3 separate regions of the Mus musculus genome follow, and all the other regions are linked to region 1. The links are chromatin contacts, called in public Hi-C and HiCAR-type maps. All regions are on one chromosome and are shown on one strand. The core of a region is the stretch at or near the end of the contact, and the rest is flanking DNA. Distances in the headings are between cores, read along the strand shown. Region 1 holds the start of Bbx (bobby sox HMG box containing). Region 2 holds the start of Cblb (Casitas B-lineage lymphoma b). Region 3 overlaps Cblb (Casitas B-lineage lymphoma b).

What was found. Hi-C and Micro-C count contacts between places; a contact is called where the count stands out from the background. HiCAR-type assays count read pairs that join an accessible place to other places.
Region 2: a contact with region 1 is called in a HiCAR-type map of astrocytes, with 7 times the contacts expected there. The contact joins the promoter of Cblb here to the promoter of Bbx in region 1. A contact is called at or near these places in 1 of 39 promoter capture datasets (pre-B cells) and 1 of 115 datasets of contacts at active chromatin or transcription factors (astrocytes).
Region 3: a contact with region 1 is called in a Hi-C map of B cells, with 8 read pairs. The contact joins the enhancer-like site here to the promoter of Bbx in region 1. A contact is called at or near these places in 1 of 39 promoter capture datasets (hippocampal neurons), 1 of 484 Hi-C or Micro-C datasets (B cells) and 2 of 115 datasets of contacts at active chromatin or transcription factors (pancreatic cancer cells and stem cell-derived neural progenitor cells).

The regions. Positions count from the first base shown.
Region 1 is chr16:50,430,932-50,434,617 of GRCm38.p6, forward strand. It overlaps Bbx (bobby sox HMG box containing), which reads right to left and starts at 1,458. Exons shown (of 17, transcript NM_027444.3): 1 at 1,311-1,458.
Region 2 is chr16:52,030,109-52,033,740 of GRCm38.p6, forward strand. Cblb (Casitas B-lineage lymphoma b) reads left to right here and starts at 1,441. Exons shown (of 18, transcript NM_001033238.1): 1 at 1,441-1,577; 2 at 2,901-3,082. The coding sequence starts at 2,915.
Region 3 is chr16:52,059,902-52,063,701 of GRCm38.p6, forward strand. The region is part of intron 3 of Cblb (Casitas B-lineage lymphoma b); the gene reads left to right. Among named protein-coding and RNA genes, the nearest start is that of Cblb, 30 kb to the left of the region's middle. Within about 2 kb of position 1,515, at least 228 of the 459 cell types and tissues checked have an H3K27ac peak or open chromatin away from gene starts, as enhancers often do. A contact at or near this core is called in B cells, pancreatic cancer cells and stem cell-derived neural progenitor cells, where this site is marked.

The sequences.
Region 1 (3,686 bases), core at 208-2,707:
GAAGCCTCCAGTCTGATTTCTGTAATTTACTAGCGACCCGGATCGCAGAAAATAACAGTGTAACACGAGCGTGGCTTCCGAGGGTTGGGGAGCTCTTTCTAGAGGCATCGACCCCATCCCCGGATAAAGGATCTGCAAGTTTTCTGTCATCGCGACCGTGCAATGCCATAACTTACCTTCAGAATGAGTCTTTAACCAGCCAAGGCCTTCCTCCTCCCCTCCACCGCCACCACCCCCAGCCTCGCTCTCTCCACCTTAAACTTATTGACACAACATAATCCCACATTCAAGCAAAATCCTGACACAGCCTCCCTCGTCCTCTCCCCCCTCCTCTCTTCCCTCCCGTTTCTCTCTCTCTCTCTCTCTCTCTCTCTCTCTCTCTCTCTCTCTCTCTCTCTCTCTCTCTCTCTCTCTTCCCCTCCCTCTCCCCTTTCCCTCCCCTCCCCTCCTCTCCCTCTCTCGCCTTCTTCGCCTTCTTCCCCTCTCCCCTGTTCTTCCTCCAGGCTACTCTGGCACTGGAACAGCACTTTCTCCACTCGCCGCGCATTTGGCTGGGGGTGGGGGGTGAGGGGGACACCGATCTCGGGGCCGGAACACCCAAATCCTAACTCTGCAGATGAACGAGCAACCGGGCTGCCGGTCCCGGTCACCGTCGCACACACACCAAATGTAGCCCCGACCCACCGAGGGCAGCCTTCCCGTACCTTCCACCCCTGCCCCGGGCTCCTCAGGCCCCACCTCCCCCGGCAGCCGAGCCCTGCCCGGGGCTCCTCCACGTACTTTCGCCTCCTTGAAGTTTGGGGCTCCCGGGGCGGCCACGAGCCGCCCGCCGGCGTGAGGGGACCGCTCCGTTGTTGTTTTCCTCGGGCGGCTCAACCCCGCGCCCCGGCTCCGTGCCCCCTCGGGCGGCGCTGCCCGGGCGCCGAGAGGTGCTGCCTGCAAACGCAGCCTGGCACCGGCTGGCCTACTCCTCCCCAGCCCGGCCCCCAGCTCGCGCTCGCCGGGCAGCGCCGCGCGCCCCCCGGCCCGGGCCCGCCGGCGCGGCCGCCGCGACCCTCGGCCCGACCTCTCGCCACCCAAAGTTTTGGCTGAGGGGAAAGTGGCCCGCGAGGCGCCGGCCGGTGGCGGCTCGGGCTCCGGACGCGCGGGTTCCCCTCGCCTTCCTCAAGTCCACCCTACCGGCTGCCGCCGCCGCTGCCGCCGCTCCTGCCGCGGAGTCCTCGGGCTGCAGCCCCGGCGGCTCGCAAGTGAGTAGGAAAACAGAAAGTGCGGGAGAGCGCCTGCGAAGGCTGCGGATGGCGGGCGCCTACCTCGCGGGCTCGCCGCGGCGCGAGGGCGTGTGTGTGGCTCGCCCTCAGCGGCCAGTCAGGGGCTCTCTATGGGAAAGTGGAGAGGAGCTTGCGGAGCCGCGCTGCCTCCGCTCCACTGTACACTGCTCCACATACAGTACATGCAACCCGGAGAGACTGAAAACACTCATTTTATATAAGGCAGCCTGCCATTGGCCCGCGCCGTGACGGACGGGCGGCGCAGCCAAACAGGAGGCGCGTTACACCCAAACACACGCACACATACACACATTTCACAGAGACACACAAAGATCATCACATTTTCTATTTTCTAATGTTCGGGACCTGTAGACAGTGGGCGAAGACAGGTAGTGAGGCCCAGCAGAGTAGGGGTCAGGAAGGAAGCCCTCTCTATACCAAGTTGCCAGGCTTGAAACTGGTGTCCTTTTGACTTGGGAGGGTTATGGTAATAAACTACAACTCCACTGGATATGGAAGTGAGGAGGGATGGGTTTGATCGCTGCCTTGTGGTGCCCCATGAAAGAGGCGAGCATTGTGTTATGATTTTACAGCCCGGCCTGCTAACAAGTGGCCGAGAAAGGCTTTTATCAGCTTAGATTTCTTTTGTCAATGGGTTAGCCATCACATAGGCCAAAATAGTGCGAGATAAGTTTATCAAGACTAGAATGCTTTGAGATTGTGACTGCCTCGTTAGCAAGCAAATTCAGAAAGTAAGAAAAAAAATCAATACAACAGGCAGAAACAAAGATAAACCTTATGCTAAAGTAGCCGAATGTGCACTTGAAAGTCAGAGGGCAATCACCTGTATGGGTACACAAGGTGTGCTGAAATTACACACCTTGTGGGAAAATGACAATCGACAGTCTGCCTTAGAAATAGACCTCTTGGTTCAATATAGCCAAGATTTATAATACACACACACACACACACACACGCGCGCGCGCGCGCGCGCACACGCACACGCACACACATCCTTTGTTTTATGTATTTCCCGCTGTATATGACTACTCTATGGTGGGTGATTTCTAGAGACAATGAAAGCGAGATCTAGTTTTAATGATATTTTTACTATGCTGTATCTTTGGCAGATCTTGTTAACAGTTTGATATAAACAAGTCAAAGGGATACTTAGAAAGAACCGAACCTAGGAATTAAAACAGAATAAAATGCACACACAAGTTTTTAACTAGTTGAGCAATCTTTTGAGCATATGAGTTCTTTTAGTCTCCTTCATTCTTAGAGTTGATTTTAGTTTTTATTTAAAGATTAAAATAAGCTTTCCCAAGATTGCCTTCATTAAATGGTTATTCAGCATCTACAACTCACTGGGACTATTCTAGGTCCCAGATGTTTTCCTGGAGTTCCTTCTGACCAGGATCCAAAATTTTCAAGAATCTTAAATACAAACAGTTTTGAAGATTAAATAGTATGATTTTTATAGTCTAACTGATAGCCTAAATTTTAAAAGTAAACCGAGTAAGAAAACCTTTCTGTTCTGGTTTTGGGTTTTGGACTTTTTGTTTGTGTGTTTGTTTGTTTGGGGGGGGGGGTGGTTTTGTTTTTGTTTTTTGAGGCAAGGTTTGACTGAGTGGCCTTGCCTAGCCTGGAAATCACTAGATATATCAGGCTGTCTTTAAACTCACAGAGACCCCACTGCCTCTATTTCCTGAGTGCTGGAATTAAAGGTGTGCACCACCACATCTGTCCCAGCTGTTTTATTTCCTTGATTCGTTCCTAAGATATTTTTTTCATAGTCATAAATAAATTAAGTGAACATGTGTGCTTGCATAAGAGTAGAAAAAGAAACCTAAAGAAAAAGAAGTTTATGAAGTTTAGAAAGTGAAGTACTGTTTAGAGGTGTGGTATTCTGTTTATTTTTAAAAGAAAATAAATTTTAAAGAAAAAAATCCTCTAAACCACGGGTATTCCAAGTGATAATACTGAAAGTCCTATCATATCCCTCTGCATGCAACTGACAGAAAGAAACAAGTATTCCTTATCCACAGTACACTGGTCTGAAGTCTGCGCTAACTCCTATCTCTGTCTTGCTATATGAGAAAGGAGGCAGGGACAAACCAGGTAGGCACAGATGTCAGTGGTGAGAAAATGAAGCCCCGGACATTTCCTAGGTTTTGAGCAGCTGGAAGGCCCTGTTTTTGAAATGACAACTTTCACAGACACAAGGCAGACAGAGGAAACATTTCTGGAGGGTTTTGAGGTGCTTCTTTTTGAAGAGTTAAAAATCAGCAAAAGTTGATATATTTAATTGCTGGGTGAAGCGTTACGACTTACTTTTAGCATACTATATAAAATAAAATTTAGGGAAGGCTAGCCCACTCCTCACTTTTACTTCCAACTTCCAACTTCCAGGAAGAC
Region 2 (3,632 bases), core at 191-2,690, 1.6 Mb after region 1:
TACTGCCTGATTGCCTAAAGGGTCACATTTTGGTTGTTTCCATTACATGAAAATCATAACAATCTGAATTTAGGATTGCAGGACATTCTATGACCACTCAGGAGCCTTCACAGTAATAATTGTAGCACTAAAATACTTATTAGGGATTGGCAGAACCACTGAGACACATTTATCAGGATAGTTGGTTAGAAAATGCTTATATGTATGTATGTATGTATGTACATATGTATGCTTATGCATGTATGCACGTATGACATTTTTAAAAAGTGCAAAGTATTACACCCAGGAGCTCAAGGTGTGAGGTGTATCCATACTACCAATGACAGAGGAAATCACTCCCAGGTATGTAAACCTGGGGCAAATGGTACGAGCATGGTGAACCAAATAGAGAGAATCATGGAACTTGTCTAATGTGTGATTCTGATGACAGAAGGGCCCTGGCATTTCACTGTAAGCGTTACCAGACTGTTTTCTTTTACACGGCTATCAAGGACGGAGCCCAGAAAGAGACGAACACTGGAAGAGGATGGCAGAAACAGGGTTGTCATTAAAATGAAGATTCATCTACATAGAAGAAAAGTGACTCTGGCAAAAATCCAACAGCAGAGTTCTTTACTGGAATCCAGGGGAAAACTTGTTTGGAATATAAAGGTGTCAAACAGATTAGTAATCCCCATTGTGTGGAGTTTTTACTGTCCTGGGACGATTTACAGAGACTATTTAGCTGAGAGTTGTCAAGTATTTGCTTTCTCATCAGCCTGATGTTTGATCTGGAATCCTTCTAGAACTAATAGTAAAAGGGAAACATTTCAGAAATTTAGGAAGTTTTAGTTGGCACTCGGGTTTTACTCCTAGCCTACTCTATGTGAGGGTAACCTTCATCTTAGGAGCTATGGGACTGCTGCTCTTTATTTGACAGTCAACAAGAAACATGGTCTTGGACCTATTTGGCTGCTCTCCTGGGTAGCAGTTTGGCAGCCCTAGGGAGATGAATTTCTTAAGCCTGGGACCCGCCCAGAGCTGAAAAGCAGCACCACCCTGGCAGCCTCTACTCTGTTGCTATGAAACAAAGACTAGGAAGGTGAGTGAGGCAGGAAGTCCCGCCTTTTAGCCCCAGTTGGCTTAGACTCCCGCTCGGGGCGCTCACGCCCACCTGCGCACCCCTCATTGGTTAGCTCCCCGGCGCCTTGCTGCTACTTTTTCAGTTCCTTTCCTCGTTCCACTTTTGTTCCAGGCTAGCCTAGGTCCATTTCCCAACGAGTTCTTCTCCAAGTGGGACGCAGTGGAGTGGGCCTTCCTCTGGGGCCATTGTGTACCGTGGAGGACGTGGACTGGGGGGTAGCGCGGGAGGAGCGTCTCGTCCCGCCCATTGGCTCCGCCCGCTGTCTGGCAGAAAGCAGCCTCTCAGGATTGGTTCGAAGACTCAAGGCTCCGCCTTAGCTCCGCCCCACGCCTTGGTCTCCGGGGATGGCTCAGGGGTGGGGTGGCCAGTGAGTGGTCTCCTCCTCCGGCGGGCGCTGCGGCGGCCTCCCGAGTGTGGCGCGGGACTGCCGGGCGGGCGTGGAGCTTTTTGCACGGTAATTGCCGCGTCCCCGCGTCTCGGTGTTCCTAGATCTCGGTGGCTCCTTCCCCGGAGCGCTCTCCTAGGGCGATTCCACAGAGTCCCCACCCGAGCCACCCCAGCCAGGGCAGCGTGTGTGTGTGGAGTGGGACCCGCGATCACGCGTGGCTCGGGACGGCCGCGGTGACCCGAGTAGAGGAAGGAATGGGTCATCCCGGGGTTGGACGTCTCTTGCTGGCTCGGGGGCCCTGCAGCTGGGCGCGGGCCATCAGGGAGAGGGGACAGCCCTAGCTTCCAGCTGCTGTCGCCGCTGCGGGCCTGAGCCAAGTGGGGATTTAAACAGCAGTCCCTGGCTGGCCCGGGGCCCGGGAGGGAGCGGACTCTGGCTGATCGCCGCCGGTGGGAGGTGCGTGCTACTGGCGCTAGATCGGGCAGGCTGTGGGATTGGGAAGCCAGGACGGGGTCTAGGGCTACTTTATCTTTGCTGAGTTCCTCGTCTCTTTCCCAGACCCCTGAGTGGCGGGCTAGAGGCCCGAGCCTGGAAAGGGTACAGACGTTCTGAAACAAAGCTTTGGACCACTTGATACCGGGTAGGCAGAAGAGGGACCACCGGAGAAGTGAACTCCGCGGTGCGTGCCCGCCCTTGCCGGGTTCTCACCGCTTTTTAAGAAGGGGTTGCTTGTTGGTTTGTTTATTTGGCTCTAGGGAAAAACTACTCACCTCACTGCTTTAAAGAACTATTTGTGTGTCCGCAGCTGCTGGCTTTTGCGGGGGGGGGGGGTGTTGGGGGAATGGAGAGGGGACGCGCGCGCGCGGGGCGCGCGGGGGGGGTATCCAAGTCCTCCGCCTTTGTTGACAAGAGACGTGTCCCTTTTGCGTGTGTGGAGTACTTTGCATTTATGTAATAACTTGGCGAAATCAAACAGCGTGAAGGAGGCTACTGAAGTGAGGCTCCCAACGTGAATTTTAGGAGTTGCAGCTCTAGTATTTCGAATCTGGATTACAGCAGAAGGGGGGGGGGGGACGACATTGTGTTCTTACCTGTTAAAAGTTGTTTTGTTGATGATGTTGAGCTGTAGCTTCATAGAACACGGGCAGAGGATGCATCTTTAACTTTTAGTATTGTAAGAGCAAATCTTGTGTCATGGCTCCTAACTTGGAGGATGCCCTTACTCAGGGTTACTAAAAAGTTGAATCTGGGACCCTGGGCTTTGTCACAGAGACAGCGGAGAATATCATTAATGGGTACAAGTGAGCCTGTTCAGTTCAGGTTCCTGTTGGGGAAATACTTTCATATCCAGCTAACTTTTCCTCTCTTGAAATTCTATCTTGCAAAAAGGACTAAGATTCCAGATGGCAAATTCTATGAATGGCAGAAATCCTGGTGGTCGAGGAGGAAACCCCCGCAAAGGTCGCATTTTGGGGATTATTGATGCTATTCAGGATGCAGTCGGACCCCCAAAGCAAGCTGCAGCTGACCGCAGGACTGTGGAGAAGACTTGGAAACTCATGGACAAAGTGGTGAGTTCAGTCAGTGTGTGTACACGGCCCTCAGCACCCTGAATGCGATTTCTTCGGGTTTTATTTATATGTATGGCTAATAATCACTATTATGGTGATGAGCTTTGTATTTAGGTTGGGCCATTTTTCTTCAACTCTGTGTTTGCAAAAGTTGAATTCAGAGGAAAGACTTTTATTTTTTTATTACTCTTTCTAACTTATTATCTTGCTTTTCAAGTTCCAGAGCCCCTGGGTATTACTCCAATATGCAGTTTATACCATTGGCTACTTTTGCTGGGTGTATAGTATGGTTTGGAAGTTTGCTTAGTCTTATGTGGAGTTGCCTTGCTACTAGATAATATAAGGCTAACAAGTGAACAATAGGCTCTGCTGGAGCACACTTAGGACAAGCACATGGGTGATGTTGAAACCTTTACTGGGGAAAGAACCAGAACTCCAGGGAGGATTCAGTATTGAAGAGTTTGATTTTTATCCCTGTAAACTCATCTTTATTAAGAAAATATATACATATATACATATATATGTATACATATATATGTATGTATATATA
Region 3 (3,800 bases), core at 265-2,764, 1.6 Mb after region 1:
TTAAAGGAAAATGAGAAAGCCCTTGAGAGTGAGCAAGGTTCCAAGGAAGGAATAGCCTTCAATTAATTTAAAGGCAAAAGTCACTTCTGTGTATTTCCACATAGTATTCAAAACAGTGTTCAGACTTGGCAGATACATATAATAGTTGCTATTTCTCCCAATTTCCATATTATTATTTGAAAATCTTGATTTAATCTAGATAAAGAGCTTCTATTGCTTGGAAAGAGGTAAAAGGTAAAATTTCACATTGGAAACTAGCAAAAAGTCTAAAGTCGGTCATTTAGAACTTGTGGATAAACAATGCCACCTTCCTGAGATTTGGCAGCCGGGGCCAGTTCCGGGGCCAGTTATTTTAAAAGAAAGGCACGTGGGTAAATAGATTAATATCACTGCTGTTTATTGCAGAGTAGTCACAATTCAGGGCGCTGTCTTAACTGTGTGTCTATCTTTAGTGAAGTAACGTTTGTGGAAAAGTTAGAGGTGGTTACACACAGCGCCTCTGCCTGCTCCTGCATGCCCCGTGCGCATGCGCAGTGAGCATTCACAGCTCTCCCACTCAGTGGCTGGCTCTCTGAACCCCTGCGAGCTGTTTTCACTTCCTTTAAATTCTTATATTAACATTTCCTTAAAGACTTTTTGTTTCTGTTCTGTGCTGCGCTCATGACCCTAAATATACCAGCTTACAACAACTGGGGAATCCTCCAAATGTGCGCTTTCGACATGAATAACGTGGTTTTGTTTGGTCTGCATTATTGACAAAGGTCCTTGATCATAACTCGTGGTTCGCCTTGACAGAACATGGTTGGTCTTCCCTGCTCCAGATCCCCCTTAGAGTAGCAGGCATCGTGTTCTGGAAACTATCCTGCATTGCTGTTGATAGAATTTCTTGATGTGTAGGATATGATGTGAGAATTCCGTTAGATGTTCGGGAAAGTTCTCTTGTACCTTCTTAGTGTCTCTTTCCCCTTTATTCCTTTTAAAAGGCATTCTTGGAGGCTTGGCTCTGGCATTCTTGCTAACTATGCCTACCCCCTCCTTTTCTTCTGTATAAGCAAAGTGGCTTTGAGGAACATCTGAGACGTTTTCAATGTGTAAACAGCCTTTTAAAGAAATAGCTGCTGTGTTCTCCCATCACAAGCTGACTTGTAACACTTGAAAGACAAACAGAGGCCTGTGTGTTCTCTGTTATTGTTGCACCCCCTCACATAGCTGTCTGCGTTTGTCAGCAGTTTGTTTTGACTCATAATGCCAGGGAGGGGGTGGCTTGGTGTGTTTTTGTCAGTTATGCAGTGTAGGATGTCAGTTATCTCAAAGTTACCATTATGTTTGGCTGCTGTCCCTCTATGTAAAGAAAGCCTCAGCATTGGTTCCTGTTTCTCAGGCCAGTGTTGGGTTTTGAAACTTGCCCTTAAAATAAATGCCAAACTGTTTTTCTCATCTTGTAACCCTGGAGGTCAGAGGCTGGCTCTCTTGTTTCATTATTGTCTCGGTGACGTGTTTGTGGTATTTCCCCAGACTGGTTTGAGAACCTACCTGAACTGCCCTTTTCAAGTTCCCGTTGCTCTTCTAGAGTTGGGGATCTTGTGTATTCCAACAAGGTTGGAAACACTCCCAAATCAACATTTCATTTTGAAAGCGGTACTTTCAGACCCAGATGACTCTCCTACATTAATTCGTATGGGGACATCAACGGTTGTTGTACTTGACAGAGGCAGGGACCCTGGGCTTGACAGGGACGCCATTCTTCAAGAGAAAGTGTCCCAGGTAGCCTCTCCTAACATTCTTCCCATTTCCTTAGAACACTGACGCTCCCCCAGTTTTAGGCAAACTGTCATCTTTCCCAGCCAAGACCACCAACCTTAGGAAGTAGCAGGAGCTTTGGAGGTGAAACACAAAGGCAAATGCTATTGATCTTAGGCCACCAAGATTCTCATTGGATTTGAGTCAGTACAGATGTCTGCTGGCTCCGATGACTGCCCGCCATGTAAAGTGTCTGGCTGCCACCTCTGCTGTGTGTATGGCTTCATCCTAACAGCAAGTGCATACGCGTTTACTGCAGCCTGTCTCTTATGGGGGATTAAAATAGCCAGAAGGCCTGAATACCTAGCATTTTTATCTAGTATTTCAGCGATGGCGAGTTCATGGGGTGAGGGGTGAGACTGTGTTTGCTGTCCCGCCTCTCAAGCCATGACCTTTAACGAGGGGTTATTTTAGAAAGTTCCCAATTCACTGCGGGTCACTGGAGCTTGGGCAGAAGTGGGGATGCACGGCATTTTCATAGATCACCCAGCGGCTTCTCTACCTGAGCTGGAACTCATGGATTGTAAAGATTTCAAGCATTTGCCCTGAGTCTCTGTGTGCCTCCGAGTATTATCCATTTGCCAAAGGCTAAGCTGTGTTCACCACACCCCTCTCTTGTCATTCCTTAGTGTGGTGTGGATCCAGTTCACGCTCGCTGCTCCAGTCCTGACAGCTAACTGTGAGGCCTCTTCTGAATAGTCAGTGCCTAGGATTTAAGCTTTATTTTGTGTTTGTGGGAGCATCCTAGCTGATAGTTTAGACGTTGAACTCCGTCTTACACCTTTGATGTCCTACTTTGTTGAGGGGTGTTCAAGTCAGAAGGTTTCACAGATAAGATCTTGGAACCCAGCTGGGGGTCAGGAAAGACTGCTTGTGAGGAAATACTTTGGATCTAATGTTAACACTCCTGTCGGGGCATGGATTGGACTCAGGTAGAGAAGTGTACCACAGGAGACATTTAAGGACGTAGAGAAGCACTCCTAAGTTGGAGTCACGTGAGAACATGTTTTGTTGGGTTCTGAGTGTTCGATGGCTAAGCACTGTAGGGAATGGGAGACTGGGTGTACTGTAGGGAATGGGAGACTGGGTGCACTGTAGGGAATGGGAGACTGGGTGCACTGTAGGGAATGGGAGACTGGGTGCACTGTAGGGAATGGGAGACTGGGTGCACTGTAGGGAATGGGAGACCGGGTGCACTGTAGGGAATGGGAGACCGGGTGCACTGTAGGGAATGGGAGACCGGGTGCACTGTAGGGAATGGGAGACCAGGTGCACTGTAGGGAATGGTAGACTGGGTGCACTGTAGGGAATGGGAGACTGGGTGCACTGTAGGGAATGGGAGACTGGGTGCACTGTAGGGAATGGGAGACTGGGTGCACTGTAGGGAATGGTAGACTGGGTGCACTGTAGGGAATGGGAGACTGGGTGCACTGTAGGGAATGGTAGACTGGGTGCACTGTAGGGAATGGGAGACTGGGTGCACTGTAGGGAATGGTAGACTGGGTGCACTGTAGGGAATGGGAGACTGGGTGCACTGTAGGGAATGGGAGACTGGGTGCACTGTAGGGAATGGGAGACCGGGGCTTTGGATCAGGCTTTCCTTGTCCCTTCCTCCAGCCTTGATCATGGTCTTGTAAGTGGCAGACGTTTGCCTCCCGCCTGCCTGTACCTTGAGCTGCCCTTTATCTGTTCTAGTTAGCATGAGGTTGGGTGATACTGGCTTGCATGTTTGTATTTCACATGTTTCACCTTATTTGATGCACTCGTGTGAATCAACTTTGGATAAAGTTTGACTGGCAAATCTTGTGAAGGTACTTTATCGTGCCATGAATTAACTTTTTATTACAGCATGGAGAATATCTTTGGGAAAAAAAATACTTTAATAAGAGAAAAGGTTGCTTCTGCCTGTCCCAGAAGCTGTTAGAATTGGGAACAAAACACCCATGGCCTTACAGAGACAAAGTTTGGAGCTGAGACAAAAGGATGGACCATCTAGAGAC